Linked DNA regions of Sus scrofa: region 1 is linked to region 2. Evidence: chromatin contacts called from public HiChIP or PLAC-seq data. All regions are on one chromosome and are shown on one strand. The core of a region is the stretch at or near the end of the contact, and the rest is flanking DNA. Distances in the headings are between cores, read along the strand shown. Region 1 has its middle 33 kb from the start of PAPSS1. Region 2 overlaps SGMS2 (phosphatidylcholine:ceramide cholinephosphotransferase 2).

Evidence for each region. HiChIP or PLAC-seq counts read pairs in DNA pulled down with a chosen protein or histone mark.
Region 1: an H3K27ac HiChIP or PLAC-seq map of alveolar macrophages shows a contact between it and region 2, with 7 times the contacts expected there. The contact joins two enhancer-like sites. A contact is called at or near these places in 2 of 5 promoter capture datasets (fetal skeletal muscle and liver), 29 of 47 Hi-C or Micro-C datasets (adipocytes, adipose tissue, alveolar macrophages and 17 more) and 2 of 2 datasets of contacts at active chromatin or transcription factors (alveolar macrophages and skeletal muscle).

The regions. Positions count from the first base shown.
Region 1 is chr8:114,217,970-114,220,669 of Sscrofa11.1, reverse strand. No RefSeq gene overlaps it. Among named protein-coding and RNA genes, the nearest start is that of PAPSS1, 33 kb to the left of the region's middle. Within about 2 kb of position 1,434, at least 5 of the 83 cell types and tissues checked have an H3K27ac peak or open chromatin away from gene starts, as enhancers often do. A contact at or near this core is called in alveolar macrophages, where this site is marked.
Region 2 is chr8:114,060,004-114,062,703 of Sscrofa11.1, reverse strand. The region is part of intron 4 of SGMS2 (phosphatidylcholine:ceramide cholinephosphotransferase 2); the gene reads left to right. Among named protein-coding and RNA genes, the nearest start is that of MIR9843, 49 kb to the left of the region's middle. Within about 2 kb of position 1,348, at least 2 of the 83 cell types and tissues checked have an H3K27ac peak or open chromatin away from gene starts, as enhancers often do. A contact at or near this core is called in alveolar macrophages, where this site is marked.

The sequences.
Region 1 (2,700 bases), core at 185-2,684, 160 kb before region 2:
TTTTTTCTTTTCAGGGCCACATATGTGGCATATGGAAGTTCCCAACCTGGGGGTCAAATGGGAGGTGCACCTGCCAACCTACATACACCACAGCCACAGCAACACCAGGTCTGAGCCATGTCTGTGACCTATACCTCTGCTCACAGCAATGCTGGATCCTTAACCCACTGAGAAAGGCCAGGGTGGAACCCACATTCTCATGGATACAAGTCAGGTTCTTTACCACTGACCCACAATGGGAACTCCTGGTCCAAACACTATTGAAGCAAGACACTGATCCACAGGATGGCTTAGTGCAGTGCCTTGAAATTAGGTTTTTGACCAAATACGAAAACCCAAACCCAAAAAACTAAATTATTAAGGAAGACTGAGTTCATCAAAAGGCCACAACAATTTTAATTTTGTGTGCATCTAATAAAAATAAACCCTAAAAAATTTTTATGGCTGTACCTGTGACATATGAAAGTTCCTAGGCTAGGAGTCAAATCGGAGCTGCAGCTCCTGGCTTAGTCCACAGCCACTGCAACGCCAGATCCAGCGTGCATCTGCAGCCTATGCCGTATTTTGCAGCAATGCCAGATCCTTAACCCACTGAGCAAGGATCAAACCCACATCCTCGTAGATACTATGTTGGGCTCTTAACCCGTTGAACCACAATGGGAACTCCCAAAAGCCTTAAAAATTTAAAGCAGAGTTCCCTTGTGGCACAGCGGGTTAAAGATCCTGCATTGTCACTGCAGTGGCTTGAGGTGCTGCTGTGGCTTGGGTGCAGTCCCTTGCCCAGGATCTTCCACATGCCACAGGTGCTTAAAAAAGAAAACTTAAAGCAATAGTTGGTAGAATTACAGGAAGAAATTAACAAATCTACTGTGTAATGGAATATTTCAATATCCATTTGCTCATTTTATCCAATGAATGTTCTTGGGTGCCTGAATGCTAAGAAAATGTCTATTTATTCATTGGAAATATGGCTGTGAATGAAACATAAAAATCCTCAATCTTTTGTAGTTACTATTTTACTATAATGGAAGGAGAGAGAAAAATGCACAAATAAATACAGTAAAACCCTGTGAAACACACCCAGATGTCATGAATTCTGAGATTATAGAATGAATGATTTGCTCCCATCCACCACCTAACCTCACAGGTAGAACAGAGGAAGGAGAATAAAGTTGTTTTCCTGAGGACAGGGAATGGAATATGATAGGGGTAGGGGAGGAACTTAACATGAAAAAAGCACAAAACCCAAAGGGGAGGTAGAGTTTGAATCCTGCTTGTTCAGTGATCTCCCAATTCAATATTTCCAAACTGAGCCAACAAAACTGTTGCCATCTAGCCAAGAATTTCCTGGAATCACTGATACTTTTGTGATATCCAGTCGCTACAGACCCTGAATACTTCCCATCAATATGTAAACTGGAGTGAACAATCACCACTAGATGGTGCCAAACTGTAGTGGGGACCCAGCATGGATTTTGGATGGTGAAGCCCAGGACTGTGAGCCGTCTCCTACCCATTTTATTAATCTCACACTGAAAGACAAGAATGATAAATCAAAGCCAAAATGGTTGAAAAGGAAGACAAAGGACTGCATTATTTCACAAAAGTTATAAGTTTATGTAAAAAATCTAAAAGGTCTCTTTTGAGAAGTAATAAGAATTTACCATAGGGTCAATATGCAAAATTCAGTTGTATTTCTGTTAAATTTAACAAGTACTCAGAAAACATTTCTGTAACAACACATAAGTAGAAAACGTAATTTAGAAAGAGACTATATTAAAAATAACTCAAAAATAAGTTATCTAAAATTAAATCTAATAAAAGATGTATGTATAAGGCATGTACAGAAAAAAAAAAAACACAAAACATTTTTAAAATACACTCAAAATACCTAAGTAAATGGAGAAATATGCTATGTTCATGGAAAGAAAGGCTCAATTTTTTTAAAAAAAGTTATTGTCCCCAAATTGACCTACAGAGTTAATGTTATCCTAATCAAAATATCAACAGAAGTTTTGTGAAAAATGACAGTTGATTCTGATATTTGCATGGAAAAGGAAAAATATCCCAGGAACTCTTCAGTAAAAAGAGGAAACTTGGCCAATCAGACATTGAAACTAATGATGAAACCATATTACTTAATGCTGTTTTGGAACAGGAAAGGCCAAAGGATCATTGAACAAAAGAGAGCCCAGAAAGACTCACGAACATATGGAAACTTGACAAATGTCAGAGGCAGCAATGCTGATCAGTGAGGAAAGATTACACTGAGATTCAATAAATAGATGTGTTTCTTCTGATAATAAATAAATCGATAGGGAAGAAGGAAAAATTCTCTTGCAGGAGAATCTCGTGTAGAAGGAATTATGGAGATAGAAAATCACCGTTTGGCAACTACTACAATAATTGATTCAGAGAAAGTTGTCAATGGATGCCGAAACTATTGGGTTGAAAGTTAATGAAGAACAAGATAGCTACATAATTTCAAAGTAGCTTATTAATTACAAAAAGGAAAATAGTGCTTTTAGGGAGGATAAACATGGAAGACATCACTTTAACCAAGTAATCAAAGTTGACATTTTCAAAAATGTAAAATGCTGATACTGTATTTGTCCTGAATGTTACATTGACAAGCAAACAACCTCACTTATACAGTATTCCTGCCAGAAAGTCATCACCTAAGTCTAGTTATGAAGAAAT
Region 2 (2,700 bases), core at 99-2,598:
TAGAAGAATCCTTGTAGCCACCCCATGAGGGAAGCACTATTTTCCTCCATTTTTCAAAGAGGAAACTTAAGCATGGAGAAAGCGAATGAATTAGCCACGGTCCACAGTTAGTAATTGGAGGATGGGGTATGCAAACTCAAGCAGGCTGAGTGCAGATGTTGCATTATCAGTTTCTTGGCTCTGTTCAGAATAGTTGGAAACCCAAGTTGTTTGATCTTAGAGAATTGCCAAAGAAGAGTCTGGGTGTGTTGCTCATTGTTATTGTTTTACCTCAGAGCAGTAGCAGGGAAACTGTGCAGTTATTTTTGTACTTGAATAAAGGCTAATGCAATATGTAGAATTGTCCTCCCAATGTTATGATTTAGCTTGAGGTTTTAAAAATCATGTAAGTTTACATACAGCAAGGAAAGAATTATATTCTGCTTTTTCCAGGTTTGAGTGAGAAACAAAATGGCCAATCTGCAATGCTTGATATGAACCTAACTTTAGAACCTGTGCTGTATGTAAACAGGGCATTCCATGTTTACACCTATTTCCTTTGCAATTAAGAGAAACAGTCACCCTCTAAATTATACCATGTGTTATTCTGAGTAAGCGGTGGTTCCAATGGTTTCTTTCAGCAGTCTGCTTCTAGAATTAGATGCATCATTTATATATATGTATTTTTTGGCTTTCCTGCCCTTTGATCATTTTGGACTCTCCTTGTTTACTCTTTCGTCAGGAGCTGATCTGAATTTAGTCATAAGAGTACTTGAAAACGTGGGACCAAGATCATTTTTTGGACTAACAAGAGTAGAGCTTTACACTGTTGCGCAGATAGTATCATTGGGACCCAGGTTCCTTATAAAATTAGCCTGGATAGGAGTTCCTGTCGTGGCTCAGTGGTTAATGAATCCGACTAGTATCCATGAGGACGTGGGTTCGATCCCTGGCCTCGCTCAGTGAGTGGGTTAAGGATCTGGCGTTGCCATGAGCTGTGGTGTAGGTCACAGATGCAGCTCGGATTCCAAGTTGCTGTGGCTGTGCCGTAGGCCAGCAGCTGTAGCTCCATTTCCACCCCTAACCTGGGAACCTCCATGTGCCTCGGGTGTGGCTCTAAAAAAAGACAAAATAATAATTAATAAATAAATAAATAAATAAATAATAAATAAACTTAGCCTGGATAAATCAGTCTAGCTCTTAGTACCACCAAAAGTCTTGCTAGTTGAGAAAACTTCTCCTCCTCCCCCTCCTCTACCCTTCCTCCACCCCCCCCACCCCTGCTTCCACTTCCTTCTCCCTCCCTCCCTCTTCCTCTTCTCTCTCTGACGGCTAGGCCTGGGATGCCACCGGGGCAGTGGAGCTCATCAGTAACTGCGTCATCATCTCGTGGCTCAGTGGTATCCCTGTGGGTAGAATGAGAGAGCAGAGAGGATAGCCATTTTGCCACTTCTCTTTCCAAATAGTTTATATTAAATCTTTTCTTGGGGACAGCCAGTGTTCTCAATTAATCAGCAGTGGCCCCAGTGTGGCAGTTTACGGAAAATACTTTTTTTTTTTTTTTTTTTGGTTTTTAGGGCCACACCTGAGGCATATGGAGGTTCCCAGTCTAGAGGGCAAATTGGAGCTACAGCTGCCGGCCTACTCCACAGCTCACAGCAATTCTGGATCCTTAACCCACTGAGCAAGGCCAGGGATCGAACCGGCAACCTCATGGTTCCTAGTCGGATTCGTTTCCGCTGCGCCACAATGGGAACTCCGAGAATACATCTTTATGGGAGAGGAGTGGCTGGTCCTAAACCTCATTCTCAATTTCGCAAGTAGTAAAATGACCGTTCGCGCCACCTCCATACTCCCTGCCTACTTCAGCTTTGCTTCTTGCAGATCAACAAAAATAAACGCATCTGGTTCGCTCAGACATTTTGAACTTTTAGAATAAATACCAGATGACCTGTAAGGAAGGGAAGCAGGGCTGGTGAGAGACTTCAGGGAGGCGTGGGGTCTGTGGCCCTGGAGAATGCATCATTAGTGAAATCTCCAGATTTCTGAATGTTCCTTCCATTTCTAACATTCTGAGCTAACAGAACAATTGTGGGGACTGGAGCTAGCCCCCCAGGCTACAGGAGTAAGGTGTCTTCCAGCTATAAAATTCTTGTATTCTATGAGTTTTATCTGTCAGAACCTAGTGAAATGCAACTACAGGTTTATCCCCTTACTGCCCCACTTAGGATTAGAAGAAAAACAACTTTTTTTTCATGTATTTCCTTATTTTTTTCCCCCTTTTTGGCTGCTCCACGTCATATGGAGCTGGGCCAGGATCAGATCCGAGCTGCAGTTCCAAATGCGACAACACCGGATCCTTAACCCAGGTCCTGGGCCAGGGTTAAGTGTCCCAGCACTGTTGTGCCGCAGCAGGAACTCCTATTTTATGTTTTGGAATGATAACCTGGTTTGATATGTCATCTAAAGTTCCGGAAGTAGATCTTCTTTTTGCTCTTCAACCACTCTTCCACACTTTTAAAGTAAATATCACTGTAAATATAAACATGAAATATCAAATTATTAAATGTAAATTCCAGTATACTAGGTTATTAATCTTGTGAGCCAATAAAATTTTAAAATAGAAAAAAGAAACCATCATTCAAGAAAACAAAAAGGTAGAAGTCAGGTCTGGTTCCATACACACCTGTGTCCTTCCCTCTTGTGTGCGAAGGCGAGCAG